Regions from separate parts of the Mus musculus genome. Here all the other regions are linked to region 5. Evidence: chromatin contacts called from public HiChIP or PLAC-seq and promoter capture Hi-C data. All regions are on one chromosome and are shown on one strand. The core of a region is the stretch at or near the end of the contact, and the rest is flanking DNA. Distances in the headings are between cores, read along the strand shown. Region 1 holds the start of Ppp1r27 (protein phosphatase 1, regulatory subunit 27). Region 2 holds the start of Gcgr (glucagon receptor). Region 3 overlaps Gm39490 (a long non-coding RNA gene). Region 4 holds the start of Pcyt2 (phosphate cytidylyltransferase 2, ethanolamine). Region 5 holds the start of Csnk1d (casein kinase 1, delta). Region 6 holds the start of Fn3krp (fructosamine 3 kinase related protein). Region 7 holds the start of Mrpl12 (mitochondrial ribosomal protein L12).

Evidence for each region. Promoter capture Hi-C pulls out the DNA fragments that hold promoters and counts their contacts. HiChIP or PLAC-seq counts read pairs in DNA pulled down with a chosen protein or histone mark. Capture Hi-C pulls out chosen DNA fragments and counts their contacts.
Region 1: a promoter capture Hi-C map of pre-B cells shows a contact between it and region 5, with 3 times the contacts expected there. The contact joins the promoter of Ppp1r27 here to the promoter of Csnk1d in region 5. A contact is called at or near these places in 6 of 39 promoter capture datasets (cranial neural crest, embryonic stem cells, hippocampal neurons and 3 more), 1 of 484 Hi-C or Micro-C datasets (CD8 T cells), 4 of 115 datasets of contacts at active chromatin or transcription factors (embryonic stem cells, epiblast stem cells, large pre-B cells and 1 more) and 1 of 9 other capture datasets (adipose tissue).
Region 2: an H3K4me3 HiChIP or PLAC-seq map of embryonic stem cells shows a contact between it and region 5, with 12 read pairs. The contact joins the promoter of Gcgr here to the promoter of Csnk1d in region 5. A contact is called at or near these places in 1 of 484 Hi-C or Micro-C datasets (CD8 T cells), 5 of 115 datasets of contacts at active chromatin or transcription factors (embryonic stem cells, epiblast stem cells and pancreatic cancer cells) and 1 of 9 other capture datasets (liver).
Region 3: an H3K27ac HiChIP or PLAC-seq map of double positive thymocytes shows a contact between it and region 5, with 5 times the contacts expected there. The contact joins the enhancer-like site here to the promoter of Csnk1d in region 5. A contact is called at or near these places in 1 of 39 promoter capture datasets (pre-B cells) and 4 of 115 datasets of contacts at active chromatin or transcription factors (bone marrow-derived macrophages, double positive thymocytes, embryonic stem cells and 1 more).
Region 4: a contact with region 5 is called in a promoter capture Hi-C map of liver. The contact joins the promoter of Pcyt2 here to the promoter of Csnk1d in region 5. A contact is called at or near these places in 3 of 39 promoter capture datasets (frontonasal cranial neural crest, neural stem cells and neutrophils), 1 of 484 Hi-C or Micro-C datasets (CD8 T cells), 6 of 115 datasets of contacts at active chromatin or transcription factors (bone marrow-derived macrophages, embryonic stem cells, memory CD8 T cells and 3 more) and 3 of 9 other capture datasets (adipose tissue, liver and pancreatic islet).
Region 6: a contact with region 5 is called in a promoter capture Hi-C map of pre-B cells, with 2.3 times the contacts expected there. The contact joins the promoter of Fn3krp here to the promoter of Csnk1d in region 5. A contact is called at or near these places in 4 of 39 promoter capture datasets (embryonic stem cells, fetal liver, hippocampal neurons and 1 more), 2 of 484 Hi-C or Micro-C datasets (embryonic stem cells and liver) and 2 of 115 datasets of contacts at active chromatin or transcription factors (bone marrow-derived macrophages and embryonic stem cells).
Region 7: a contact with region 5 is called in a promoter capture Hi-C map of neutrophils, with 4 times the contacts expected there. The contact joins the promoter of Mrpl12 here to the promoter of Csnk1d in region 5. A contact is called at or near these places in 8 of 39 promoter capture datasets (the C10 cell line, cranial neural crest, embryonic stem cells and 4 more), 2 of 484 Hi-C or Micro-C datasets (CD8 T cells and embryonic stem cells), 5 of 115 datasets of contacts at active chromatin or transcription factors (double positive thymocytes, embryonic stem cells, memory CD8 T cells and 1 more) and 1 of 9 other capture datasets (embryonic stem cells).

Annotation. Positions count from the first base shown.
Region 1 is chr11:120,548,465-120,552,464 of GRCm38.p6, reverse strand. Ppp1r27 (protein phosphatase 1, regulatory subunit 27) reads left to right here and starts at 1,333. Exons shown (of 3, transcript NM_026814.3): 1 at 1,333-1,601; 2 at 1,703-1,853; 3 at 2,136-2,490. The coding sequence starts at 1,412. The coding sequence ends at 2,259. It overlaps Mcrip1 (MAPK regulated corepressor interacting protein 1), which reads left to right and starts at 2,738. Exons shown (of 5, transcript NM_001033231.4): 1 at 2,738-2,808.
Region 2 is chr11:120,528,512-120,532,626 of GRCm38.p6, reverse strand. It overlaps Gcgr (glucagon receptor), which reads right to left and starts at 1,900. Exons shown (of 14, transcript NM_008101.2): 1 at 1,794-1,900.
Region 3 is chr11:120,508,642-120,512,621 of GRCm38.p6, reverse strand. Gm39490 (a long non-coding RNA gene) reads right to left here. Exons shown (of 2, transcript XR_880363.3): 2 at 3,872-3,980. Among named protein-coding and RNA genes, the nearest start is that of Gm39490, 4.4 kb to the right of the region's middle. Within about 2 kb of position 2,506, at least 143 of the 459 cell types and tissues checked have an H3K27ac peak or open chromatin away from gene starts, as enhancers often do. A contact at or near this core is called in bone marrow-derived macrophages, double positive thymocytes and pre-B cells, where this site is marked.
Region 4 is chr11:120,615,879-120,619,624 of GRCm38.p6, reverse strand. Pcyt2 (phosphate cytidylyltransferase 2, ethanolamine) reads left to right here and starts at 1,680. Exons shown (of 14, transcript NM_024229.3): 1 at 1,680-1,861; 2 at 3,688-3,746. The coding sequence starts at 1,773. Sirt7 (sirtuin 7) reads left to right here. Exons shown (of 10, transcript NM_153056.3): 10 at 576-1,254. The coding sequence ends at 777.
Region 5 is chr11:120,989,711-120,993,414 of GRCm38.p6, reverse strand. It overlaps Csnk1d (casein kinase 1, delta), which reads left to right and starts at 2,082. Exons shown (of 10, transcript NM_027874.2): 1 at 2,082-2,480. The coding sequence starts at 2,405. It overlaps LOC115486436 (a long non-coding RNA gene), which reads right to left and starts at 2,051. Exons shown (of 2, transcript XR_003949839.1): 1 at 1-2,051.
Region 6 is chr11:121,418,947-121,422,744 of GRCm38.p6, reverse strand. Fn3krp (fructosamine 3 kinase related protein) reads right to left here and starts at 1,372. Exons shown (of 6, transcript NM_181420.3): 1 at 1,142-1,372. The coding sequence starts at 1,282.
Region 7 is chr11:120,482,389-120,485,990 of GRCm38.p6, reverse strand. Mrpl12 (mitochondrial ribosomal protein L12) reads right to left here and starts at 1,354. Exons shown (of 5, transcript NM_027204.3): 1 at 1,223-1,354; 2 at 562-748; 3 at 249-335. The coding sequence starts at 1,299. Hgs (HGF-regulated tyrosine kinase substrate) reads right to left here. Exons shown (of 22, transcript NM_008244.3): 19 at 3,328-3,461; 20 at 3,128-3,247; 21 at 2,890-2,976; 22 at 2,007-2,602. The coding sequence ends at 2,492.

The sequences.
Region 1 (4,000 bases), core at 84-2,583, 440 kb after region 5:
GCCAGATGTGACAGCACAGGCCTGTAATTCTAGCACAATTTTGAGGAGCCTGAGGGAGAATTCTGAGTTCAGGACTGGCCAACCTGGAAAACAACTACCTTCCCTGGGGGTGGGGGGAAATAAAAAAAGTAATGGGGTAACTGACTGTGGTAGTGCACCCTCGTAAACTCGCAGGTGGTAACTGAGGGCAGGATGCTCAGGAGTTTGCCTGAGTTACAAAGAAAAGTGTATGTGTGGGGGCATAGGATTTGGACACAGGCGTAGACAGCAGCGTTAGATATGAATGGAGGGATTGTGTGATACTTTTAGAAGCCAAAGAACACCAAGGACTGAGGCTGGTAAACTCTGGTAAGCTTGGTGCAAAGGCTCCCTCAGAACCTCAGAAGGAGCCCTTCCTGGTATGAGGCTGCCAGCCACTGCAACCATGAGGGTTTAAGTTCTGGCTTAACCCAATCTGCAGAGTCCACCATTAGCATTCAGGGATGCAGGGGAAGCTGTTGAGTTGGGAGCTATCTGTAGCTCCACAGCCAAGCTTCTGGGCTCCTCTGGCCCAACTCTGTTCTTGCATTCTGTCTACCTGGTAGTCTCATACCCCCAAGCCAAGCATCGCCTGACACCACAGTTGAACCTGTTGTAAAAGCAAGACAGCTGGCAAAGAAGCTGCAGGAAGCTTTGTATGGGGTCCTTCCCTTTCTTCACCCATAATGGAAACCATCCCCTGACTCTTAGGATCAGACTGGATATCTTCAACATGAGTCCATAGGCTGTCCAGAAAACAGAGGCAGTATGTGTGTGTGCTGGGTGAGTCCCATAGGACTAGTAGTGTTGATCTGTCTGTAGAGTTGAGATGTCAGTATGATGCACCCTAAAGGCAGTTTTGGGAATCTACTCTTGGAGAGGTGAGAGTGACACATTGGGAAATGGACAGGGCTGTGACCTCCTAAATGACAATGGATTGGTGCTCTTCAGATGGGGAGGGAGCTCAGCTCCCAGTAGGTAGACAGGTGATCCATCATCCTTTAAGCTTAGACCCTCTTGATGCCCTTGAGCTCACATCCACAGCTTTCTTCATGGACTCTCTCCTAGTCCTTCTGTCCTCTATAAGGCACCTTCTAGGTCCAGCTGCGGAGAGGGAGTAGTAGCCAGGAAGGATCTGACCCCTTTGGCCGGACATAGTGACAGGTGTGCTGAAAGATGAGCCACTAAACATGATCCTGTGCTCAGGGAGCGCGGAGCAGCTCAGTTTCAGCCCCTCGCGTCTGCAAGCATGACTGCGTGGCTTTATATAGCCTCGCAAGCCCTTTATAAGCTGGAATCGAGGTTCTGTCGAGCAGGAGAGCTTACACAGATCTGGTCTGGTAGGGACACTTTCTCACTCATACCCACAGAGATAGCCCACCTCAATCCCAGGATGCCCAGCCGAACGGTCCGCTATGCTCGCTACAGCCCCCGACAGCGGAGGCGGCGGATGTTGGCCGATCGGAGCGTGCGCTTCCCTAACGATGTTCTCTTCTTGGACCACATTCGACAAGGCGACCTGGAGCAGGTGGGACGCTTTATCCGGGCTCGGAAAGTCTCCCTAGACACTATCCATCCCTCAGGTGAGTAGATAACTGAGAGTCTGGCCTTCTGTCCATAAGGAGGCAGGGGAGATCCTCTTCTGAGGGTTACAGCTTTGACCCTGTGTTCCCACCCTGCCCAGGACTGGCTGCTCTGCATGAAGCTGTGCTCTCTGGAAACCTAGAGTGTGTGAAGTTGCTAGTCAAATACGGGGCTGACATTCACCAGCGGGATGAGACAGGCTGGACACCACTGCACATCGCTTGCAGTGATGGGTACCCTGACATAGCCAGGTGAGACTATGGAATGTGGTTCAGAGGTTTCATCCTAATCTCTCCAGGTGGACCCCCCCAAAATATGGCTCTGAGGATGTAGGCATCAACTCAGGGATTCTGGCAGTTTCTACCCGATTGCAACATTAGAGCAAGCCGGAAAATCTGGCCACAGCTTCCAAGGGGTCAGGTTTCTTCCTCCTCACTCTGCCTGGAAAAAACAAACAGGTGACCCCAATATTCTAGCCTTTTGGCCCCGGAGTGGGCTGAGTAGGCTTTAACCACCTGCCCTTCACACCTCAGGTATCTCATCTCTTTGGGGGCAGACAGAGATGCAGCCAATGATGATGGCGATCTGCCCTCCGACCTTATTGACCCGGACTTCAAAGACTTGGTGGAACTCTTCAAAGGAACCAGCATGGACTGAGCCAGGAGAGCCCTTTGGGGCTTGCGCCTCCTTGGAGAAGTGGCAAGCACCTTGCCCCAAGGACTAGAGTGCCCACTGGATGTGCAGTGAGGCAGCCAGGCTGGTTAGGACTTGTGGGGAACGACCCTCTTGCCCCTATACCCATTTCTCTGGCCTGGCTTTTTCTCCAGGTTTGTTTGTTTTTTAATGGTGATACTTTTTACTTTTTCAATAAACATAATTCCCAAGCTGTGATGATGACTTGATTAGCGCAGTCCAGTACAAAACCATCGCCAGGTACGCGGGGGCTCGCTGGCAGCGCAGGGCCGGGGAAATGCGTGTCCGGGGCCGGTGCGCCGATGTTCTTGTTCAGAGATGCCCGGCAACCCCTCCCTTCCCCCGACACCCACCCGTGTTTCCGGGACGACCTCGCGCGCCTCCGACCTCGCCGCACTCCGTTCGCCAGCGATCACGTGGCCCGCGCCGTTTGCGCCTGCGCGCCGCGTCACTTCCGGCCGGCCCACTGGAAGCGGCGGCGGCGGCGGCAGCGGCGGCGGCGAGGAGGGCGAGGTGAGGAAGGCGCGGCGCGGAGGCACGGCGGGGCGGGGCGCTGCAGGCTCCGTGGGACCTTGGCCGCCCCGCCCCGCCCCGCCCTGGTGTCGCTGGGTCGCCTGGCCTGAGCGGGGAGAGACAAGGCCGGTGTCTCCACGGAGTGCGGACGTGGCGGCCGCCCCCCCACCTCCCCGGGAACCGACGCCCGCGGTCCCGGGGCAGCCTCTGAGGGCGCTCCCTGCTTTTGAGCTGCGCAGGCCAGCCTCCCCAAACCGCGCCGGTGTCCTTGCCGGCTACCTGCCCTGCCCACATCCCAGTTGTCCTGATGCAGTGGCTCTGCGCAAGCCCGGGGCCTGTCTGTGGGCAAGCTGGACATGCTGGTGGCCGGAAGTATCGTACCCTGTTGACAAAAGCAGCCCAGATCCTGGGGTGGTCGTCCGAGATAAAATGGTCTTCCCTCTGGACGCCATGTTTCAAACACAGGGCAGGCTCAAGCAAAGGCCCCCAGTGAGTTGAGATCAGCTGGTGGATTTCTGGGGAGTGTCCAGGACGTTTAGACAGCGATGTGACAGGAGTGCAACGAGAGCCAGGTCCTTCAGGAGAAGGAGTCTGGGTTTGGGTCCATTTAGGGAATATCTAATAGTTTGCTAGTCCCGGGAAAGAATAGGATACACGTTCTAGGTCTGATGACCTGCCACTGTCATCTGGAAGCAGGCCCGAGCTGTCACAGCACTGTGGCTCCTGCTTGGCTGGTCAGTCGCTATAAGCCTCACAATTTGAAGCAGGGAGTGGTGGCACACACCTGTCATGCCAACTCTTTGTGTGGTGGAATCAGAAGGATCAGAAATGTAAGACTAGCCAGGGCTACATGAGACCTTTTTTCTAAAAGGGGTGGGAAGAGGAAAGAAGGAAACAACAACATTTGGATAGTAGACGTTTCAGAAGAACAGAGTGACCAGCCATTGCACCATTGATTGTAGTGAGGGACCACTCGCATTGTCACTGTGGTGGGTAGCAAAGTGTGACCATTTAGCATCATGTGCCTGGCATATTGGATGTATTTAGAAGAGTTGATGTGGTCCTGGATCTGTCCCCCTACCCTGCCTTCCAAAGCCCTGGGTCCTATAGAAGTGGAGAGTTCTATAGAGAATAAACCCATTCCGGATCTCTCCCAGTAGAGGGGCTGTGAGCAGACCCACACGGGTGTCAC
Region 2 (4,115 bases), core at 651-3,150, 460 kb after region 5:
TGAGCTCAAAACCACTCAGGGCTGGATCCCTAAGGGTTCAGTAACCTCTAACCTTGTCTCTCAAACAAAAGTGGCAGAAAAGGTGGGTGAGTGTTCTATTCCTGTGGATGGAATAACGATGGGGGATTTCTGGCATCAGGAAGCTGAGGCTGACTTCAGCCCCATGAAATTGAGACTCTGGGGTCTCTGCAGAAAACGTCTGGACTTTAAGAGAGCAGAGATGTATGAAGAGCAACACGGCACCCTTTCCCTTCCACTGAAGGAGAGAGGCTATGTCGTCAGTAGGATAGGACTGCAATCTCTGTACCTTCGCAGTGTGCCTCCTGTCCCCACGGTGGGCAAATACTGACACTCAGACAGAGCCTATCAGCTCTGATAAATACTCAGGGTGACAGGCAGCCAGGTGTGCACGACGCGCTCTCGCACCTGTGACCTGAGCTGCAGTTCTGGTCCTTTTTCCACCTTATTACCCTCCCTGTCAGGGAACAGATGGACATAAGGGACAGTAGACCAGGGACCCTACCCTCTTCCCGTCTTGAACTAGGCTGCTGAAATCTGACTCTCAGTGAGACCCAACTGTAGGTGAAATACGGAAGATGCAAGTCTGAATCCCTAAGATGCTTGCCTGTCTTGCCTTTAGATCAATCAATCCCCCTTCTTCAGAGCACATATCTGGCACACCAGCCACTCGGACTGGCATTGTCCCATGCCACCACCACACCAGCCACTCGGACTGGCATTGTCCCATGCCACCACCGCTTCCAGCAAGCTCCAACAGGACAAAGGACACGTGGGTGTTTGCAGTGTGGTTACCGATTTTCTCTGCAGGTGGCGGAGGGTGTTAGATGGATGGCCCAGTGGCCAAAGGGAGGCATCGAGGGAAGGTGGGGGGGGGATCCTCTTGGTTCCTTAGAAGCCAAAGTAGCAACGTTTTTGATCTTAGGAATCCCCAGAGATATCAACTGGAAGGGTGTTTTTGTCAAAACAGAGAAACTAGACCAGGTCATAGTCCTATGGCAGGGACAGGATCAGGGGCCACAGGCTGTGACAAAGCCTAGTTCTCCAGTCCTCCCCTGAAAAGGGGCGGAGATACCCACGGGCTCGGGTGAGCTCAGATTCCCCCTTCTATGTCTCCAAGACAGAAGAACAGCAAAATATGCCTGGTCTAACCTCGAAGGATGCGAGAGCTAAGAGGTAAGGGATCAGTCGGTTTGCGACAGAAAACTTCGCGGGTCTGAAGTGGGAAGGTGGTCTCTGGGGAGCAATGACCTGAGCTTGCAGGGGAAAAAAAACCCTCAGTGCACGGTGCCTACACATCTAACCCGCAAGACTGAGACACTGCTAGGAAGTTCTGGAGATCAGGGACACATAGGAAGGGGAAGCGAATCCATCTGAAGGGGATGAGCGAGCCTTTGGAGTGTGAGAAGCTGGAAGCTGGAGTGTGTTGGGCGTTCAATGGGGCAGCAGGATCCACGTCTGCACCCACCCTCTCCCACCTTCCTGGATTGCGCTCCCAGAAAATAGAAAGGAGAAGTTGAGACCCCTAACCTGCAGGAGACGGTTGGGAATCAGGTGGCCCTAACCGTGACAGTAGGACACATTTCCCGTTTTGAATAAGGTGTTAGACCGGGACGAGAACCGCGACTCCCAAAACCCCAGGGACAGCTGGCTTACGTCCAGGCCCGAGGGCCAGCTCCCCGCTCCCCTCTTCTGTGCGCCCAGGTCACGCTCGTGCTCCAGCACCCCACAGACAGCCTGAGACCATCCCCTCGGGGCCCGACCCTAGTGCTCACTGTGCTCAGTCGCCGGGGCTAGGGCTGCGCTCCTCGCGGTCCTCGAGCGTACTCGGATCTGGGCGCCGGCGACTGCTCGCCTCGGCCGCGCTGTGATCGGGGTCGGCGCCAGCTCCGCGCCAGCCGCTCGCAAACTTTCCAGCGGCGACGCTGGGCGGCGGCGAAGGGGGAGGGGTGGGGGCGGGAGCGGCCCGCGGGGGAGGGGGAGAGATGAGGGTCCGCGCCCGCGCCTTAGTGCAGCGGACCTGCAGCGAGCTCTCAGACCCTCTCGGTGTAACCCCGAGTATATCTCCTGGGCTGAGCTTGCCTGGCAGGTCTGCATCCCGCGTTCTCCCTTTCCCTCCCCTCTGGCACACAGGAGCAGGCCCTGACCTGGATCCGACCCTACGGGTCCCTTCCGAGAACCCTCACCAGGTGTACCGTAACCCTGAGGATCCAACCTTGCGCACCCTGGACTTCAGAGAGCCTCCACGGGTGAATCCTGACCTGGCAGGTGCGAATCCTGATGGGTCTGAGTTCTCCAAGGGAACAATAAGTGACTCAGCGCGCCCCTTTCTCTTTCAATGTCCACTGTCCTGGGGTCTCATCATTGCGTTCAGGTTTGCAGTCTTGATTTTCTAGAAGGACTAAGTCCCTTACTTAACCACATCTGGCTCCTGGCTGGAAGGTTGCAGCTGCCACACATGCACCATGGGTGGGAGAGGTCAGGATACATGGGCCGCTCTGCAGATTTCAGACAAGGTGATCCGCTAAGAGTGCCTCTTAAACCCTTTCCAGGTTACATGCCCTGTGGGCCTCAGGGACTCCTGTCCAATAAGCCCTCAAGCAACACCACTCATTTGACAATCCACTAATTTGGCCATATTCTCAGTCGGCACAGACCTTTTTTAGATACCTCCTTTTCTGGAGTCAAAGGTTCTGAGCCACAAGCCTGCCTTTCGCTCCTAGACTCAGCCCTGGAGAGGACTTTCTCCACTGCCCGCCCCCCCATTTGAGCCCTTGAGCCACCTTTTGTTGCCTCATCTCCCCTCCTGCCCAGTAACCTCGGGATCAGAAACTCCCTTGGGTGTTTTTGGGCTTCCACTTCTCTGGCTTCTCCACATCCTGTAAGAGGGTCATGTTGCTTTCTAGAAAGTTCTCCCTGTAACTGTGGCTTTCAGAATGGGTACTCACAACCTCCCTCCCCATTTCCAGCCCCCAGACCAGTCCTCTGCGGCCCAAGTCTCCTATGTCTGTGTCCTCTCCTCCACCTCATACCTGCAGATCATCTAGTAAAGAGCCGAGGCCCCTCTAGGGAATCCAGTCCAGCACCAGTCTCTCTCATCTGGAACACATGTGGTTTCTTCTCTGTCACCCACCGCCCTTCCTCAGAACTCCCATGGGCCTTGGGTCAGTTCCTTGTTCAGTTGTTGTCCTTCTCCAGGACTCCATGTCTATTTAGGGGACATTGGATCTTGTGCCCCAACCTGTGGGTTCCCTCACCGGTGAGCTGGCCCACCCTCCAGTGATTCGTAGGCAGACCCTGCTTTGTACATGTCTATAAGATCCACAGGAAGACCCTGCCAGGATTTGGGGACAGGGATACTCCCCGGGGCTCTGTCTTCTGTGCCCCTATCTTCAGAAGAGTCCACCAGAAATCCTGACAGGGAGCTGCCCTTTTCTGTTTTGATCCAGGCAATGGCCAGAAGGCAAAGGTTAGAAGGCAAAGACCTGTTTGTTTCCGCCGCCCAGTGGGGGCCGCTTGTGCAAGGCTGAGGGATAGATACAGCTCCTCCTTCATCTCCCTGGGGCACAGGCTGGAGGATTGTGCTCCACAGCAAAGGTCTGCCCCTCTGTGACCTGGTAATGAGACTTAGGGATGAGGGGTGCCAGGAACTGCACCAGTGTGGCCCTGGGCTGGAGGTGCTCAGCCTATGGTGGCCAGGGCAGAGTGGGAGCAGGCACTGGTCTGCAGTTGCCTCTGTCTAGGTTCTGTGGCTCAGCTGGGCTTCCTGCACCTCAAGGTGCATTCCCTGGAAGATGGAGGTCTTTCCTTTCATAAGGACCTTACCCCCGACCTTGTTTTCTTGTGGACAGACTGGGGAGAGGGCGGCAGAACAAGGAAGCTTTGAGAGCATGGGAGGGCTGGGGGCAATGTGGCCGGCCCCTGGTGGGCTCTCTGCTTACTTCCCTAAAGCCTCTGCTCACACCTCATCAGGTTCCTGGACCTGTTGGTGATCCCTCAGCGACTGCCATCTGAAATCCAGTTTGGGGGCTGGGGAAAGGCTCAGTGACTAAGAGTGCTTTCTATGTACGTATGGAGACCTAAGTTTGGATCCCTGC
Region 3 (3,980 bases), core at 1,257-3,756, 480 kb after region 5:
GTTAATTGCAGCAGCACTCGGTAGGCAGAGACAGATGGATCTATGTGAGTTTGAGGCCAGCCAGAGCTACAAAATAGGGAGACCCTGCTTAAAAACAAAGAGACCAGAATCACTGAGATCACAAACCTGGGAGTAGTTCCTCAGGGCAAGCACACAAAAGCTGTGGTCCCAGCTCAAAAAATAAAATAAAATAAAATAAAATAAACAAAACCAAAAACCAAAAACCAAAAACAAAAAAAACAAAAAAACAAAAAAACAAGAAAGAAAGAAGAAAAAAAAAAAAAGAAAAAAAAAAAAAGAAAAAGAAAAAGAAAAAGAAAAAGAAAAGCTGTGGTCCCAAGTAGGCGAAGGCTGTACCTCATGTTGGCAGCCAAACTCAGTAATGGAAATGTAAAAACAATACAACAACAACAACAACAAAAATCCCCCTTCCCAAATATATATGTAATATTTGAAAGCAGGGTCTCATCATGTAACTCTGGGTGGCCTGGATGCTAGACCAGGATGGCCTTGAACTCTCAGAGCTCCACCTATCACTGACTTCTTAGTGCCTCCTCCTGACTGCACCATGGTTGGTTGGTTGTGATGGGGCTTCTCTGCACAGCCCTGGCTGTTCTAGAACTCCTCTATAGACCAGGTTGGCCTCCAACTCACAGAGCTCCACCTGCCTCTGCCTCCTGAGTGCTGAGGTTCACCACCACCCTCTGGGCATGGTTTGGTTTTGAAGGTCTGAAGAGTCATGGAAGCAGCTGAGGCTTGGCACTAAGAGAGGTCAGGACAGAGGTGACCTTGCACCCTTAGGTGCAGTAGGAACCCCATCCCTGAAAGGCTCTTGAAGAGAATTTGAGGGTTTGCACTGTGTGGCAGAGTCAGGATCCCTGAAGAGAGCTCAGAGGAGACGGGTGAAGGTGCAATGGAGACCCCAGCGTCTTGGAGACACCAGTAGCATGGGATGACCATTAACGACATTAGCAGCTGTGAGGTAGAGCCGGCCTGAACCTAGGAGACAAACTCTGTGGGCTTTGGAAGCCCTAGATAGGTTCACCATAACACTGGCCTATAGGTAAGTCTGCGGGCAATTTTTTTGTTTTTGTTTTTTGTTTTTTTCGAGACAGGGTTTCTCTGTAGCCTGGCTGTCCTGGAACTCACTCTGTAGACCAGGCTGGCCTCGAACTCAGAAATCTGCCTGTCTCTGTCTCCCAAGTGCTGGGATTAAAGGTGTGTGCCACCACTGCCTGGCTGCAGGCAATTTTAAAAATTATGTTTGATGTGGGTGGGCACAGCTCACAGTGGGAGGTGTCATCTTGGACATCTGGGGTGTTAAGAAAGCATGCGGATCCACTCACTGGTCCGTGCCTGGTGTGTTCCGGTCATTCTGCCTCGTGCCTCCCTGCGCACTACTTTTTGCCCTCCTCACAGGGGTGCTTCCTGGGGGTTAATTTTTCTTTCTTTCTTTCTTTCTTTCTTTCTTTCTTTCTTTCTTTCTTTCTTTCTTTCTTTCTTTCTTTCTTTTCTTTCTTTCTTCCTTTCTTTTTTTCCTTTAAGCCTCCAAGTTTTGCTGGCCAGAGCAATCGCGGTTTTCTTCATGCTTGTCCAGCGAGGGTCTGCTTACCCAGCTTGCCATTGGTCTCTGGGGGTTTGTTTGTGTTTTGTTTTTGTGACGGTTTGTCCCGCGGCTTTCTCTGTTCTCAGTGTGCACTCTCTCTTGCCCGCGTAAGATCCAGCTTCCCTTGTTCCTCCTCGGGGGTGGGGTGGGGTGGAGGATGGGTAGAAAAGAAAGCAAACTGTAGAGCAATCCGATAAACACGTTGCTCTGGGGCCTCTGCTTCAGTTCCTGCCTTCACTTTCTTCCCTGACTCTCCACGCTGTAACCTGGGGGTTTTCAGCTGAAATAAACTCTTTCCACCCCACGTTGCTTCTGGTTGTGGTGTCTATGCTCCAGATATCATCAGGCTGACAGGAGCCCACGCCAGATGTCCCAGCGGCCCCCATTTCCCGCCCCCACCCCCCACTGGTCTCTCAATGTAAGCCCAGGCTGGTTTCCAATTCACTACTGAGCATTAAGTTCCTAATCCTTTTGCCTTGGCCTCCAGTTTAAGGATTACAGCAAGAAGCACACCTAGCTCCAGGCCACAACAGACAGCAGGAATACCCTCTGCCCTAATCCTCTGCTACGGTGTTAGTTAAGGAAGTGGCTTTTTCCTGTTGTCCTCGCCAACTTCTCTACAGGGACATAACCTGTTACAGCCACTCTTTCCTTCCCGAGTTCCCTCCCCATTCTTTTCTGCCTACAGAACGTGATGTCTAATTTGACAAGTCCTTGCCTGCAGATAGAATCTAAACGAAACTAAGAGCTGAGGGTTGTCTAGGTTTGACCTCTGACATCCTCAAGTGACAGAGCAAAGGGCAGTTTTGGTTGCTTCCATTCACAGCTTGTCACCTGGGAGGAACAAAGGTAGCAGAGGTGACTAGGAGAAAAGCTAAAGACCTGAGGGACAGGGCAAGTGTGAGTCAGCAGTAGCTGGAAAGCAGGAAGGGCAGAGCCAGAGTTAACTGTCAGCTCAAGAGAGCACCGGGTGGAGGCTTCCCAAGGACCAAGACGGGAGCAGCCAGGGAACAAAGACCCAAAAGCCCCAGACAAGGACTTTTTCTACCATGGAAGTTCTTCACCTGAGGCAGGAATCCCATCCCCATCCATGTGGGAGAACAACGCAGAGACTGCCTCATAGATCAAAGGGGAACCCGAGGACTGGAGAGATGGCTCAGTGGCTGGCTGCTCCTTCAAAGGTTCAGTTCCCAGCACCCACATGGCAGCTCACACCAGCTATAACTCCAGTCTCAGAGGCTTTGACCCTTCTGGCCTCCACCAGCACCAAGCATGCAGAGTAGATGGACACCTGCAGGTGAAACACCTGTGTATATATAAAATAAGTAAAGCTAAGATACAAACAAAAGGAAGAGGCCAAAGAGGCACATTGTAGCTTGACTTTGGCTACTTTGTTGGTTCTTGTTTCTTCTACCCTTTCCACCCTTTCAACCCCCTAATACTGGATAGGAGAGAAAAAAGGATATAGAGGAAAAGGGACTTTATCATTAGATTTCCTGCTAATTAGGGGTGTCAGGCTCCTTGGGGGTAAATTTAATCCTTGCCATCAGGATATCTAATCTCTTCTTGTTTATTCTCTAGGCATGTCTACTTAGCAAACCTCTACCAACAGGAACCAACCACCAACTCACAACATCAACAACCCCACCTCTCAGGGCCCTAGCATAGATATACCTCTCAAAACGCCCCAGAATTCCAAACACCACATAACTGCAGAAACTGTCTGCGGCTGACAAAATCACACCCCTGCTAGAGCACGAGGCAAATCACAGGCAGTTGCTGCGAGGCAGCCCCATCCTCGCACCTGAGATTAAAACAAAAACACATTCTTTTTTTTTTTTTTAAAGATTTATTTATTATATATAAGTACACTGTAGCTGTCTTCAGACACACCAGAAGAGGGCATCAGATCTTATTACAGATGGTTGTGAGCCACCTTATGGTTGCTGGGATTTGAACTCAGGACTTCTGGAAGAGCAGTCAGTGCTCTTAACCACTGAGCCATCTCTCCAGCCCCCCAAAAACACATTCTTACAATATTTCTGTGGGTTTTTTTTAAAGGAACCAAAATGCCAAAATGGACACTTACAGCATGTAGGCTTTGATTTTTTTAAACCTACTTTTAATAAGCATGCTTTGACCTCAATTCTAGCCCACCATCCAAAGGCAGGGGAGAAAAGATAGGACAAGGGGTTGTGGAGCTGTTTAGAAGTAGTTCCTTAGGGTGACTCCATCTCTGTTTGTCAGGATATCAGCAGTCCAGTTCAGTAGCATCAGGATAGCAAACATGAATCAGCGGCAAGGGCAGGATCTAGCAGAAACCACCAGTCCTCCGCTGCTGAATCGGCATGAGTCAGTGGGAGCTACAGGAGCA
Region 4 (3,746 bases), core at 431-2,930, 370 kb after region 5:
TTGTTATTGGTTGTTGTTGTTGTTTTTTTTTTTTTTAACATTAACTTAGCTCATTTTTTAATCAGTGCTTACTTTTATCTTACGTTTATAATATGTGGTTCTACATTTCAATCAGACACATGATTTCTTCATGGTGTAGTCTGTAGGCCACACCTCCCCAGTCAACCGGCCTCTTCCCGCCCCCATCCCTGTCACGCAGTCTGGGAAAGGGAAAAGGGTCTGGTCCATCTGCCCCTATCCATACAAGTGAGAGACGGGGCCCAGAGTTGCTAGCAAGTTATCCTTGGAGGTGAGGCCATCCTGTGGCTAGCACTACCCCTTCCTATGTGTGCAGCTCCCACCAACAGTGGGTGAGACAGAAGAGGCTGTCGAGCGAGGGCTGCTGCTGCCCTGAAGACTTTCCCCTGCAGCTTGGTGTCCCCTGCAGCTTGGTGTCACTGACGCTGCTTCCAGCCAAAGCCCAGATTAAGACATAGGTGGGATGGCAGGTGGCCTCAGACAGCTTTCCTGTGCCTGGGAGGGTTGCGATTCGAGGGGTTTTCAGACCTGCCTGATGCTGCTTTTCTTTCTGTTAGGTGGCAGGATCCAATCTTCTCCTTGGCGACCCCCCTCCGTGCTGGTGAAGAAGGCAGCCACAGTAGGAAGTCACTATGCAGAAGCAGAGAAGAAGCCCCACCTGGGGACCAGAGTGACCCCCTTGCCTCAGCTCCCCCTATCCTAGGAGGCTGGTTTGGCAGGGGTTGTGCCAAGCGTGCAAAAAGGAAGAAAGTGGCATAGCCCGGAGTTGACAAAGAACAGTTGGCACTTTGCAGATGGCTTGACCCTTGTTCAGGGGCTCCGCCCGTGTCGCCGTGAAGGCGAGAGTGCCCCCTCCGGCTCTAGTGGGTGCCGGCTTCGCGGTGACGGTCGTCTTTAGCCATTTGTCCTTGTGGAAAGGCTCTCTTGCACTGCTGTGACTGCCCCGCTATGGGCTTGATCTTCAAGGACACCTCCCTCCTGTTCACCCCTGTACAAAGGTGGCAGCAAGGCCTCTGTGAGAAGAGCTCCGGCCCTTCCCAGGCCTGGCCAGCAGGAGAGTCCACCACTGCCTTACCTCACTCTCCAGGCTAGTCTCAGGGCCTCCCTCTTTCTACTCCTTATCACGTACAAGTGTTCACTTTATAGAAGCCTTTTTCTGTATTGGGTATGCGGCACAGGGAGAATCTAACTAAGCCTCCAGTCTGAGCAAGTCTTATTAAACATCTCTCAATTGCTTTGGTGTCCCGATGACTGTCACACGCACCACCGAGGTGCCTGCATCTGAGGGCCTGCATCGAGGCGCTTTTGAAGAACCCAGCCCCTGAAAATGCTTTTGGTTGGTTGGTTTTTTTGAAACAGGGTTTCCGTGTGTAGCCCTGGCTGTCCTGGAACTCATGAGATCCTCCTGCCTCTGCCTCCCAAGTGCTGGGATTAAAGGGGTCGCCACCACTGCCCGGCTCCTAAGAATGCTTAAGGCACGGGGTGAGCTGCACGCACAGTTGTGGTGCTAACCTGCCCCGTTCGTCTGTGGAGAAGTCAAATGCCAAAGCCCGGGCACCTGCAACACAGACCATTGGCCGCTCGATCTGGGCGGAGGGGGGTGTGGCCCGGCTGGGGGCGGGGCCCTGGTTGGCGCACGCCATTGGCTGCGCCAAGCGGGTGAGATCCGCGTGAGCACGCGCAAGCGTCGAGGGCGGGGCGACGGTACTGTGTGTCGCGGGAGCCGCCAGGATTTGCGGGGGGCCTCCGGTGCCATGATCCGGAACGGGCACGGGGCTGCCAGCGCTGCTGGGCTGAAGGGTCCGGGAGATCAGCGCATCGTGCGGGTGTGGTGCGATGGCTGGTGAGTGGGGCGACGAGGGGAGGGCGGTCACCTGGGCGTCACGCACCGGCCGTTGGCGGAACCGGAGTCTTCCGAGGCCGCACGAGGCAACCTGGCCTCCGGTCACTTAGGAGTGTAGCGTACAGACACGGGTGCATCAGACGGTGCGCTCCCCGAAAACCGGAAATGCGGCTGTCTGTTCGCCTTGGGCATTTACCCAAATTACCTGGGCTGGAAGGCTGTGAGCTTCTCTGGCAAATCAGCCCGTGACGTCTCCAAGAAAGTCCTGGAGCTGTCAACAAGCCGAAGAGATAAGATGTTGGCCTTTCTATAACTTACCATCTTCAGCCCTTCGTCGTGCCTACCCCTGGTGGATGAGAGGCATTCGGAATGGTCACCAGGGCTCCTCAGGGCATTCATGGCGGAATAGGCTAGACTTTGTGCGTTTCTTGTTTGTCTTTGGTTGGTTGCTGAGGATGGGAACCATAGCCTTGTGTGCTATATATGTACAGGCAAGTGCTCCATCACTGAATTACAACTTCAGTCCCCTTCTGTTCTTTTGCACCTGAGTCACCAGCTTTGACTTCGTGTCAGTGGACTATGACCTTGGCCCCACCATGGTGCCACAAGCCCAGATGCAGACTCTGACCTTTGATCTAGCCCTGCCTGTCTAGTGGGCACAAGGGCTGTCCTGGAATTTGCCCGTTATCATGTCCCACCTCCCACCCCGTGCACTGTGGTGTTGACATGATGATAGCCCACTAGGGCTCTAGAGGAAGCAGAGCAGAACCTATGGCCCAGCACTGGCCCATGGCAAAGAATACAGGTGGTCCCAGGGATATCCCACTGGGATATCCTCAGTGTCCAGCATATTGCTGGCTTCTGCATAGCTTGACCTTGACAAAGTACTTGTGGCCAGACCTAGATTTGAGGATAAAAGCAGGTGACAGGCACTTGTTCTCTCAGAGAGCTAAGCCAGCCCTGGGGGTGGGGAACTGTCCACTTGTGTCAGGGTGGAAGTATCTGCTCCCAATGCAGGACTGATCTCTTGTTTCCAAGCTTGAGTGTGGCTTGTTGATCCAGGGGGACTATTCTTGTTTAGGGTGCAGGAGGTTCCATATTCAAATCCTAGATAATCTCTTGTATCTTGCGGGCTGGGAGTGTAGCTAGCTCAGCTGGTATTATGCTGGCCCAGCATGCACAAGGTCCTACATTTGTTTTGTAGCACCCAACAGTTGGCTTTGGGTGGGAATCTCAGCAGATGGAGTCAGAAGGGTTGAGAGCTGAAAGTCGCCGGGCGTGGTGGTATACACCTTTAATCCCAGAATTTGGGAGGCAGAGGCAGGCAGATTTCTGAGTTCAAGGTCAGCCTGGTTTACAAAGTAAGTTCCAGGACAGAAAAAAAAGGGTCAAGAGTTGAAGGTCGTCCTAGGTTTTATAGTGAGTTTGAGGCCAGCCTGGGCTACATGAGACCTTATTGTCTTAAAAAAAAAAAAAGAAAAAAAGAAAAAAAGAAAAAGAACTGAAGCAGCTTGAAATGCCTGCCCATAGCAGGAGGCACCAACAGGGCAAAGGCAGTCTAAGACATGGGAAATGGTTAAGCATCTGCCAGTGAACAGCTGTCTTGGGAGTTCACCAGCCAGGCCTTGTACCTGAATTTGCCACTCTTGCTAGACCTGGCACCCAGTCCTGCCCTAGGTCCAGTACTTAGGGTATGGACAACTGAGAACCGACTTCTCTGCTGTAAGCCCAACACCGGGATCTGGGCTAGGAGCCCTGGTGGGGGCCTCTCAGGGAGCCGTGCTGCATCCCACACAAGACCCTCAGTCTCCTGTCTGTCCTCACAGCTATGACATGGTGCATTATGGCCACTCCAACCAGCTACGGCAGGCACGGGCCATGGGGG
Region 5 (3,704 bases), core at 833-3,332:
TGGGAAGTGAGGACAAGAGGGGGATAGCCAGTACCCCACAGAAGCTGCCCCAGGCCCTCAAGGCAGTATATTTATACCTTGTTGTCTTGCTTTGGCTGGCCTGGCCTCATGCTCCACACTGGGCTGGACATCTGATCACAGGAGTCATTTGTGAAGCTGATGTTACTGAGTACTTAGTGTGGGTATCGCTTAGGGTCACCGTGAACCAGAAAGCTAACAAGGCTATTTCCAGCAGAACACAGCATGTTTGCTAAAGCACCTGTGTAGGCCTTTGCGTGGGCATTGTTACTGCAGGAGAAGGGTCTACAGGCCTAACACTTGGCCCCCTCTCAAGAGTGTTCAAATTACTAGCAGCGTTGTGAGAGGGTAGATTGTGTAAGTATAGAAAGAACCTAAACTTCAGAGGTGCCCGTGGTGAAGAGCCACCATGATCTCAGTCAGTGCAATCTCTGCCCGGCATGCCCAGGGGATGGCGATGGCTTTGGCACACACATTCTGCAGCAAGGGACTGTGATGAGAAGCCAAGAACCCCAGCACAGGACACTTGCAAATGACCTTCAAAACCCAGAGCATTGATCCTGCCTGGGGCCTCTTCCGTGCACTGCCTCCTTCTGACCATCGAGTAAGTAAAACGCAGCAAGAACTTTGGTCACTTTATCAGCTGACTGTCCTGTATACAAGTAATAAGAAGGGTGTGCAGAGCCCTAGGCACGCAGCAGCTCACACCCTCGGCTCTCTATTCCAGACAGAGCAGGTGCTCCCAGAGGGAAGACCGCTAGGCAAAGATCAGGCCCGAGGTTGGTAAGAGAGAGGTTAGGCCAGATACCAGGTTTGCTGTTTTCAGTTCAATATAGGGGCTTCTCAGATGAAGTTAGGTATTGTTCATCAACAGAAAAAAAATTATACTTGAATTCTGTCAGTAAGATTATTTTTACTAGTTTGGCCGCATCTGGCTCTGACTCCTGGACTAAAAAGCTAGGCAGTTCCCATACCTGCCGCTCAGTGACCACTGGTTTCAGTTTGCCTTGTGGTGTCTTCTGTCTCCGGCTGTGTAATGCTCCCCAACCTGACTGCCAACTGTGTGCAGGCAGGCACTGCAGGACCACCAAAAGGAAGGGTGGTGGAGCTGGGAGACTAGAAGACATGTCAGCTCCACGTGCTTCTGCAGGGCTGCTGAGTTGTCATGCAGCGTGATACCCTGTGCAGATGCTACGGGTGCTAGCTGACCAAATAGAAGCATTACACTCATCTGTGACTCTCGTGTTTCTGGCTGGGTGAGAGTGGGCCTAGAAAAGCATCTATTTGGAAGGTTGTCCCCTCCTGGTTAGGGGGCACCTCCTGTGTGGTAGCTCCTCCAGAGTCCCTCCTCAGTGGTCAGAATGGACAGCCAAGTCTTGGAAGCTGGCCGTCAGCCTGAACTTCAGAATTCATGTTTGTGTTTGCCAGGGGAACATGCAGATCCAATGCAGACCAGATAAAAATGTTGACTCTCTCTCCAGGCAGACAGCCCTGGAGAGCGATCAGAGTCTGAGACATACCCTCTACACCCTCAGTGAACTCAACACTGACCTTCCTGCCCACAGTGGGTCCCAGGAAGACCTCTTTTCTTCCACCCTTGTGTGCAAGAAGCTGGCAGGCAGCAGCAGGCACGTTTTGCACCATTCAAAGCCCACAACTGGTGATTCCTACAAAAGCTAACTGTCTACCTGTGATCTCAGAGCTAGGCCTGGACCGCCCTCTCTGCCCTTTTCCCCTATCTGTAAAGGGCCTTTCCCGGGGTCTACAAAAGGAACTGCTATTCGGCTTCTCTCTGCCTGTTTAGGGGCAGGGTCGCTATAGCCCAGGCTGGTCTCGAACTCCCAAGGGCTGGAACTACAGGCATTTCTTACCACACATGGCTTAGCTTCCTCGGACTTCTATTGGAGACAAATGGGAAGACCAAAGAGACCAGCTGGAGTCATCCTGCGGGAACGGTGGACACTGGGACAGAGAAACAGGCCTGGTTGCGACTGCGCAATCCATCAAGTAGCCAAGCCCCGCCCCCGAGCACGGTGGCCCCGCCCCCTTGGGTTGCTAGGGGAAGTGACGTCACAGCGCGATGGCGGCGGCTCCTTTAGGCAGCTGAAGGGGGATTTAGGCCCGGAAGATCCGAGTCCATCCGCGGCGGGGAGAGGGCGAGCGGGGCCGGCAAGGGCCGGAGCAGCGGCGGCGGCGCTCGGACTGTCCCATCCGCCCCGTATTGAGGCGCTGAGAGCGACGGGGCGACCGGAAAGCGATGGTGAAAGCGGGGCCGTGAGGGGGGCGGAGTCGGACCGGACCCGCAGTAGCGGCAGCAGCGGCGCCGCCTCCCGGAGCGCAGACCCAGGAAGCGGCCGGGCGGGCAGTAGCGAGCCGCACCGCTGCCATGGAGCTGAGGGTCGGGAACAGGTACCGACTGGGCCGCAAGATCGGCAGCGGCTCCTTCGGAGACATCTATCTCGGTGAGGCCCGGCGCCATCGAGCGCCCGGGGGCCTTGCGGATCGGCGGGCGGGGTCCCCGGCAGGCCGAGGCCTGCGGAGGGCCGGAGTGGACGTTCGGCATCCCCGCAGCCGAGGGCCCGGGCACCGGCCTCGGCCAGACACCAACGGCCGCTGTGCGAGCGCGGCCGGGGGGCTGGGCGCGGCGCGGCGGGTCGGGGTGGGGTGCGGGGAAGGGCTGGAAGGACAGGCCGGTCTTGGGGACTGCAGGCCGGGGGGCAGAGCTCGGAGCGTGTCTGGGGATGGTCGGGGACCCGGGAGAGGAAGAAGGAGGCCTAGAGGCGGGGGCCAGCGGGCCTCGGTGGTGGGGTGTCAGAGGGCGTGGGAAAAGGACTGGGGGCGGGGGCCGGGGGGGGACAGCGGGGAGGGGGAGGGGAGAGCGGGGCAGGGGAGGGCAGCAGGCTGGGGGTGGGGCCCGGAGGGGGCAGGGCCTGGGCCGGGCGTCAGCATCCTCCCCCACCTAAGGTCACCGCAGTAAACAAAGGCCATGCTCTGCTCCGCCAAGGGTCTGGTGCTGTTCCTCAGCTCTGCAGTGGCGTCCTGGATGTTTTCATGTGTGGGGGAGAAATGTCAAAATAAGCCAGATGTAGTGTGGAGGTGGGGAGTGTCCCGGTCAGAAATGGGGGAAACGACCGGCTGATTTCTGAGGGTTCTTGGAGCAGTCTGGGCCTGCTCTTTTCCACAATGGCATCTCCACTTAGCTGACCCGCTAAAGGGATCACCCATAGCCTCCTGGCTGCCACTCTCCTCCAAATCAGGACTGAAAATGTTCCCTGTGCCTGGCCTGAAAGGCCTTGGTTTGGTTGGGGTCTTGAGGATATGTTGAGCATCTAAGTTGACTACTGGACACCCGGAAATCAACAGGAATGAAGTTTTGATGAATGCAGATGCATTCAATGTCGAGATGTAGGCAGAACAGAGGGGAGAGAAGTGGTGTGGAAGGAAGTTCTCATGATGGCTCTCAGAATTCTCAAGGTAGACATGAGGGTTGCTTAGGGTTGCTTAAACCTGATAGTTGGGGATTTTTAAATACAAACTTCCCCCTGCATTTCTTAGTAGAATTATGTTATTCCAAAGCCCCTTGAGAACTTGGAGCCTTCTGGTGGTGAACTTCCTGTTAGAGGTAACCATATTCTGTTGAGCAGTAGCCCATCCCTGCATTTGTTTGGCTGTTGTACCTCTAGTGG
Region 6 (3,798 bases), core at 123-2,622, 430 kb before region 5:
AAAAGACAAGAAAAAGAAAAAGAGAGAAAAGAGCCTGAACTCAACTCCAAACAACAGAAAACACACACACACACACCACTAGTTTGAAGATGCAGCTCAGTGGTATGTATCATACTTGCTTAGGATGTGCATGGCTCTGGGTTCAACCTGTCATCACAAAGAAAAAACAAATCAAAGTGGAAATACTGAGGGCTGTAGAGAAAGGCTACTATATAAAAACAAGCAAAACCAGAACAGAGAGGCCCAGCTGTAGAACATGCAGGAGACCACGAAGACTGTGGCTGAGGGCAAACTGATGGCTGAAGACAGGGGTTGAGGCAAGTCCTGAGAAAATAAGGGTATTCCAAAGGTTAACACACATGGGAGAGGCAGGTTCCTTTCTTGAAAGAAAAATGACCACAAATGCAAAAAGCTAGGCTCGTGGCTAGAACCTGCAATCCCAGCACTCCAAGAGACAGAAACAAAAGGGTTGAGTTTGGAAGTCAGCCTTAGTGACAGAAACCAACTCTAACGTGGAGGGTGTGTAGGGCTTAACAAGAAGATAAACACCTTCAGTTTCGTCTTTAAAAAAACTTTGCCAAGTTCTACAGAAGCCATCCACGTCCCTTCCAAACAAAACCTGGAGTGAACAGCTTAAAATGACAAAGGGACAGCAGCAACCAGGAACACAACTGAAGCCTTGGGGCTCTCACCCTATCTTCCATTGGGCGCTTCAGAAAAAGTTCACTCTCAAACAGAACGTGGTGGGATGAGTGTGTTATTTTGATCCTTTAAGATCTTTGATCTGAGTTTTGAAATAAGCTCCAGATAAACACGAGTACTCTGGCGTTTCTCAAAACTAACCAGCCAGACGTGAAGGCTTTCTCAAAGAAGCGGGCATAGCAATCTCTGAATACCACGCGCTGCACCTGCATAGCCACCGTTGCCTTAGCGGGCACAGCGGGCAAGGGCAGGGAAGCCGGAGGCCAAAGGGAAATCGCCGGGCTGTGGACAGCGGGCAGAGACTGTCGCTGAAGACTGAGTCTCTAGCGCTACCCAACCCGGGTCAGCTCAGGATCTCACACACCCCGGACCCAAACCACCGCCCCATTTTAGCCTCGGGTCAACGAGCCCGACCCTCACCCAGCGCCGGTGGCCCTACCTCTGCCTTGGAGTTCACTTTCACAAACACTCGTCCTTTGTCCGTGTCATAACTCTGGCCCTGGCTAATGCACCCGCCTCCCGAGTGACCCGTAGCTTTGACCGAGCTGCAGCCCAGCTCCCGCTTAAGCAGGGTCTCCATGAGAGCAGTTCCCCAGCCGACCCAGTTCAGGCCTGGAGCAGAAGCGGGTACAGGGGCGGGGCGGGGTAGACACAGACCAGTGACGGGATTGGGTGACAAGAAGGAAGGGGCGGGGAAACCTTTGGGAGGGGCGTGGCCTGACTGGTTAGGATTGGTTGAGAGGCAGAGAGACCGCTGCCAAGTTTTCTCTGGCTGCTGGAGCGCAGGAGCCGGGTGGTAAGTGGGTGGAGCGCCCAGCCTCCCCGCTCTGGTGTGCTGAACTCTCTCAATTCAAACCTGTTTAAAACAATTCCCAGACAGCTGTGTAGAAGGACGGAGGTTGCTCCCTCCGCTCCGGGTTCTGTCTGAAACCGCCAGCGAGGTGAAGCTGAGCCCTTAGGGTTTTGCAGAGGATGACGCATCCTTTCTCAGGGATGTGCTGGCCGCGAGACCATTTCCCTGGCCAGGAGGCCTGCCCTCCTGTGGGAGGTATGGAGGTCCTTGTGCCTACAAGTTAAGCACTAGTAGAACCAGGAATGTAACGCAGAGTTGTTCCTTCGAAGGAAAGGATGCATAGCCTGTGAGCAGATGTAGTTGCCCAGGACCTTTGTACTAATCTGTGTGCTGGACCACACGGGATCCTCTCCCAAACCCTTCTCATGAGTTTGTCAATCTACAGAACCGATCTTTAAGATGTTGATCCCACTGGTCAAGAATAAGACCACATAAATTAAATTAAATTTCATGTAAGCTTTAATACTTTAAGTACTGCCCACGTGGATGTACTTTGGTCAGATCCTTGCCCAGGTTCCCAGGGAAATGGCCCCAGTCAGATTTTGCAGGGGCTTAAAAAAGCAAAAAACACAATTCAGCGCATTTCCAGTCAGGTCCAATCAGTGGCAAGCATACATTCTGACGTATTTCCTACTCATATACCTCCCTTCCACGTGTGAGCAAGCAGATCTGGTATAGATGGGCCAAATAAACTTGTTTAAAGAAGTGAAAACTCGTGACTTGTTATTTTCCATAAATAATAGCCTTTAGCATTTCAAGAAGTATCTGTCCTTGGGCAAGGAGCTTACAGGTCAGATGCATTTTTTTTTTTCATGGATCGCTTAGGCATAGTAATTAAAACTTAAAACATAACTTTGGCTTTCACAATGTCACATGTACGTCACAAAGAGTTTCAACATACTCACACCTTAAGTTTTATTTTGCACACAAGATTGAGTTGATCACCAGGAAATTTTTCACTAAATTGTGCTGCGACTAAAATATGCCTAAATAAACTACACTGGGTCAGACTTGAAGTTTGAACCAACGCCAGTCACCTAGTCTTATTAAACAGAACTGCCACTACCGGGCAGTGGTGACACTTGCCTTTAATCCCAGCACTTGGGAGACAGAGGCAGGTGGATTTCTGAGTTCAAAGCCAGCCTGGTCTACAGAGTGAGTTCCAGGACACCAGGGCTACACAGAGAAACCCTGTCTCAAAAACAAACAAACAAAACAAAACAAAACAAAACCCAGAACTGACTTCTTGCCTCTGCCTGTCTATCCTTATTCTGCTAGCTGTAATGGTTATAAAGACCCTCTCCAGCCCTCCCTGTCCCAAACGTAGAGTAAAAGGACCAGAGACAAAGGGAAAAACACCTTGACCCTGACTTGACTCCAAGCCAAATCCAGGGCCAAGAAACAGAAACACCAATCCCTGAACATGAAATCACGCCAATCTCTAAACTTGCCCCAAGTTTAGGCCACAAAAATTTCACCAATCTCCAGGACAATCTGGAAAGCTCCCCACCTTCACCCCAAGAAACCCCTCACAAAGCCTGTGTTCTGCTCTGCTCCCTGCTGCTTCTCATCCAAGCAGAGGCAGCCACCCTCCTGGGTTTTCCCTCCCAATAAATATCTCGTATGAGGTTTGTTGTGCAGTGTGATTTTGTGGAGCAGAGCTGTAACACTTGTCTTGAGGAAATTTTCCCCCACTGGAGCAGAGCTACAACATTTTTGCTGGAGAAACGTTCCCCTGCAGGAGCAAAGTTATAACTTATACCCTGGATGCTCACCCTCCAGCACTCAGCTCAGCTGTCCTCTCAGTCTGTCCGAGCTTCCAGGTCTGTGACAATGATCTGCAGTGCAGGACTCAGACTGTTTAAGTGTGTAAGTCCTAAACTGGAGGGGCATGCTGCTTCCAATACAGGAGTTTTGTATTATATGAGATTAACAGATTAGCTTGTGTCTCAGCCAGAACTGTGTTCAGTTCCAACACAGGTTAAAAATCTGTCTTGCTCAGAGGAAAAAACCCAGCAGGATGCATGTATAAAGAGACTTAAGAAACTGCAAATCTGGAATCAGTAGGATCTGCTGGCAGGCTGGAGATAAAGAGATGTTGTCTGAGTCACGGTCCTCCTCCCACAAAATTCCTTCTCGTGGATGGTTGATTTGTTCTGTTGAGACCTCTAGCTGGCCTACACTGTGGAGGGAAATGTGCCTACTCCAGACCCATTGGCTTAAATATTAACAGGATACAAACA
Region 7 (3,602 bases), core at 105-2,604, 510 kb after region 5:
GAAGGGGAGAACCCCCAAAAGCTGACCTTTGACCACCCCCTGCTCATGCACACCCACACACATGCACGCACTAGTAAAGATCTCGAATGCCTTCGGCAGAAAATTTCCCAAAGCTATTGCAGGGAGCCCACAGCAGAACACAGGGATTACAGCTACAGACTCAAGGAGGAACAGGGAAATACCTAAGTTATTGAGTCGGGCAGTTAACTGGGCACACAGAACTGGGTCTTCCTGTGGCCTAGGCTCACCTCAGAGGCCGGTGCTGCAGCAGAGACGGGACCAGGCACCATGCCACCCATTGGCATAAGGCCGACATCCTGGATCTTCAATGTTTTCTGTAGGATGAAGGAGAGGTCTCAGTGGCTGCTTATCAAACCCTAAATGGAGGTACAAATGGAGGTACAAGCCTATTTGGCCCTACCACCTAGGAAAGTACATTTGATAATTTACCAAACTCCCAAAACACCCCAGAAGAGACAGGGACCTCTGACCTTTGTTTGGTAAAAATACAACTAGAAGGCAGGGACTTTAGTCCTGGCCTGTGCCGATCTCTCCTAATACCTTCAGGAGTTCGTTGAGGTCTGAGATCTCCAGGAGCGTAAGGCTGGCAATGTCTTGGACCAGCTGCTGGATCTTGGGGGGGTATTCTTTGGGAGCATTATCCAGAGGTGCGCCGGCGAGTGCTTCACTCCTTCGGTGGCTGCTGCTTCTCAACTGCCGCGCTGCACAGACGCTGGGCATCTGTTGCCTACCCCAGGCAAACAGCCGTTAGATCAGAAAAAACGGGAGACTCAAGGGTACAAGATCCATGTGCTCAGTCTGCCACCGCTGAGGCCAGGCTCCACAAGCTGGGGTTAAGGGACCCGAAAAAGCTTTCCTACATTTCCCATAGAGCCTCAGGAGCCCACGACTATGTCTGCAATACTGCCCAGAACGGCAGGCTTCTGGTTGAATGGAATACATCAGCCTGGCGGGTGCACAGTGCTGCACCAAGCCTTCCAAAGCACGGGGCTCGGGCTATGCTGCCGACCACGGCGATGGGTCTCAGCGGCGGGAAGCTGGGGACGAAAGGTACCTGCACCCAAGGTCGCCCAGGCCGAGCCGCCCTCTCCACGCCCCGCAGGCTGGGCCGCGGAAGGTGGCGATGCGCCCGTCACCCCTTCCCTCTGAACCTACTTCCTGCCCGCCGCCCCGGCAATGGCGCTCTAGACCACCGCTTTACCTGGCAAGGCGAAGCGCTGCCCCCCGGAGTCCAAGCCGTGGCCCCCACAGGCAGCGGCTAGCCGCCACCGGCAGCATAGCTCCGCAAGCGGGAAGGTCACACGCGGCTCTAAGCGGAAGCGACGCTCTATCCGGGAGGAGGCGAGCTGTCCGGGCCGCTCTAGCCCGGGTTGGCTCCTGGTATTACGCACTAGGCGGTGCGACGCGCAGGCGCGGAGACAATACTGGGTTGGCGCTTTCTCCATCAGTCGTGTTCCGCACGCCTTTGTCTCGCCAGGGGAATAAGTAGGCGCCCCCACCCCTTTACCTACGGAACTCATAGCCCCTTGAATTCAACTCAGTGGTCCAAGAGGTTAGCAACCTCAGGAGCCCAGTACTCTAAACCTAGGAGAAGGAAGGGCCTGGAGTCCTCCCAAGAGCTCACTAGGCGGAACCGCCTCCTTTGAGTGCACACTAAGGCGGGCGCTTAGCGGGGAGGGAAAGAGCAAAACTTGAGACCTCACAGAAGTCAGGTTGAACCGTATATTTCAGGGTGAGCTATTGAGAGCTAAAACCTTAAGCAGTGGGTAATCCTGAGGGCAGTTGGGCTGCAAAAGCCCGCGTTTGCACCCTTCCTCACCCGCCTGGTGATGTATCCTGCACCAGATGAGTCTGCAGAATCCCCACCAGGAAGGAGACTGTTGGCAAGTCCACGGTTTCTCAGCCAGTACCCAGCACACTCCACAACAGATGCAGACTATTAAATTGTTGGTCCAACCCAGCCTGCTGCCCGAACAATCAATCATGAGAGTTTTGAAATACATTTTATTTTCACTGCTCTGCACTGAGAGATGACATCCAAGGAGAAGGGGAGACAGAGATACCTAAAGCTTCTACCCTTGCTGTGCAGGAGCCACATGGTTCTTCTGGGTACCAGGGCCAGGCCTGGACACCACACAGTTAGTTCACATCAGACTCCGGGCCAGGCTAAGCATCCCCACAGCATTCACCTGTGGCACCCAACACAGCCGGGCACTCTCCAGAGAAGGTTCTACTTGCCCTGCAGAGCCCCAGTCCCGGGGAGGTCAGACGGCATCAGGACTGAAGCAGGGAACCAGTGATAGGAGCCAGACCACCGAGGACAGGGAAGAGGGCCAAGGGGGAAGGCCCACCCCTTGCTCACAGAAGGGACACTACAGGGCAGTAATAGGGGAGGAATGGCTAGTTAGACATATAAGTGGTTTCTGGTGAACTGTAGTGTTACTCTGCATGGTGAGCGCCAGACTCAAGGTCAGTCAAAGGAGATGAGCTGGGCCTCACTGCCCTGTGCTGGCGGTCCCTGTGTAGGCGCTGGCTGGGCCACAGGGGGTTGCTGCTGGGGAGGGCCGGTGCTGGGGGCCATCTGGAGAGAAAGAGCAGATAGGCTCATCACCCCCCTTCACAAACAAAACCTTCGGCTTAGAACAAGCTTCACCTTAGCACATAGTAGATCAGGTTGTTACCAATATGGCAATGGCACGTGTGATCTCTTGTAAACTTGTCTCCTGTGCAATATGGACGCATGTGTACATACGTGCACTTAATGGCATGTCATGATTCTGTCTGCTGAGCAAAGCCCCTGATGCACCCAGTGCAAGGGATCAAAGGAAGCTCAGAAGTCCAAGGGCAGGCCGCTGGGAGACGGCTCACCTGCTGGTACAGGGGCTGCTGCCCTGGGATGTAGGGCTGCTGGGCTGGCAGAGACGCATCCTGCCCGGGAAGGGCGGTCATGAGATTCTGTGGGAAGTAAGATGGAGCCCGACACTGAGTTATCTGTGACCAGACACAAACAGACCCTCCTGGCTGGAAGAAAGCAGAAGCGAGAGCAAGGAGGAGAGGGCCTGCCTGGGATAGCCCTCTGTGCCTAGCAAAGACTAGGTCTCTTTACCTGCATATTGTACGGCTGGTAGCCCATGGACATTGGCTGGCTCCCCATGTAGCCTATGTTGCTGGTCTGTGGAGGCTGTGAGATGGCTGGGAGGCTCTGTGGGGCCTGAGAAGCCACGCTCTATGGAAGGAAGGCAGTGAGGTGAGGGAAAAGATGAGGAACAGGCAACGGCTGGGTGTAGATGCTGGGTGCCCACATACCTGGTAGCCTGGGGTTGGTGTGGGCTGGTAGGAGGAGTAGGCAGGACTGGTGGTGGGCCCGGCCTGGGCCTGAGGGGCTGCCTGTGCCCCAGGGGCACCTGTTGGGTACATGTAGGCGCTGACCATGCTGGGATCTGTGACAACAAAGGTGAGCTGGCTCAGCACAGAAATGAGATTAGAAAAGAACACCCTCGCCTGGGTTTCTCCTTTTGTTGTGACTTTCAAAGCCAGGGATATGTTTCACATCCTCGTAAAAGAAAAGTAAAGCCAACATG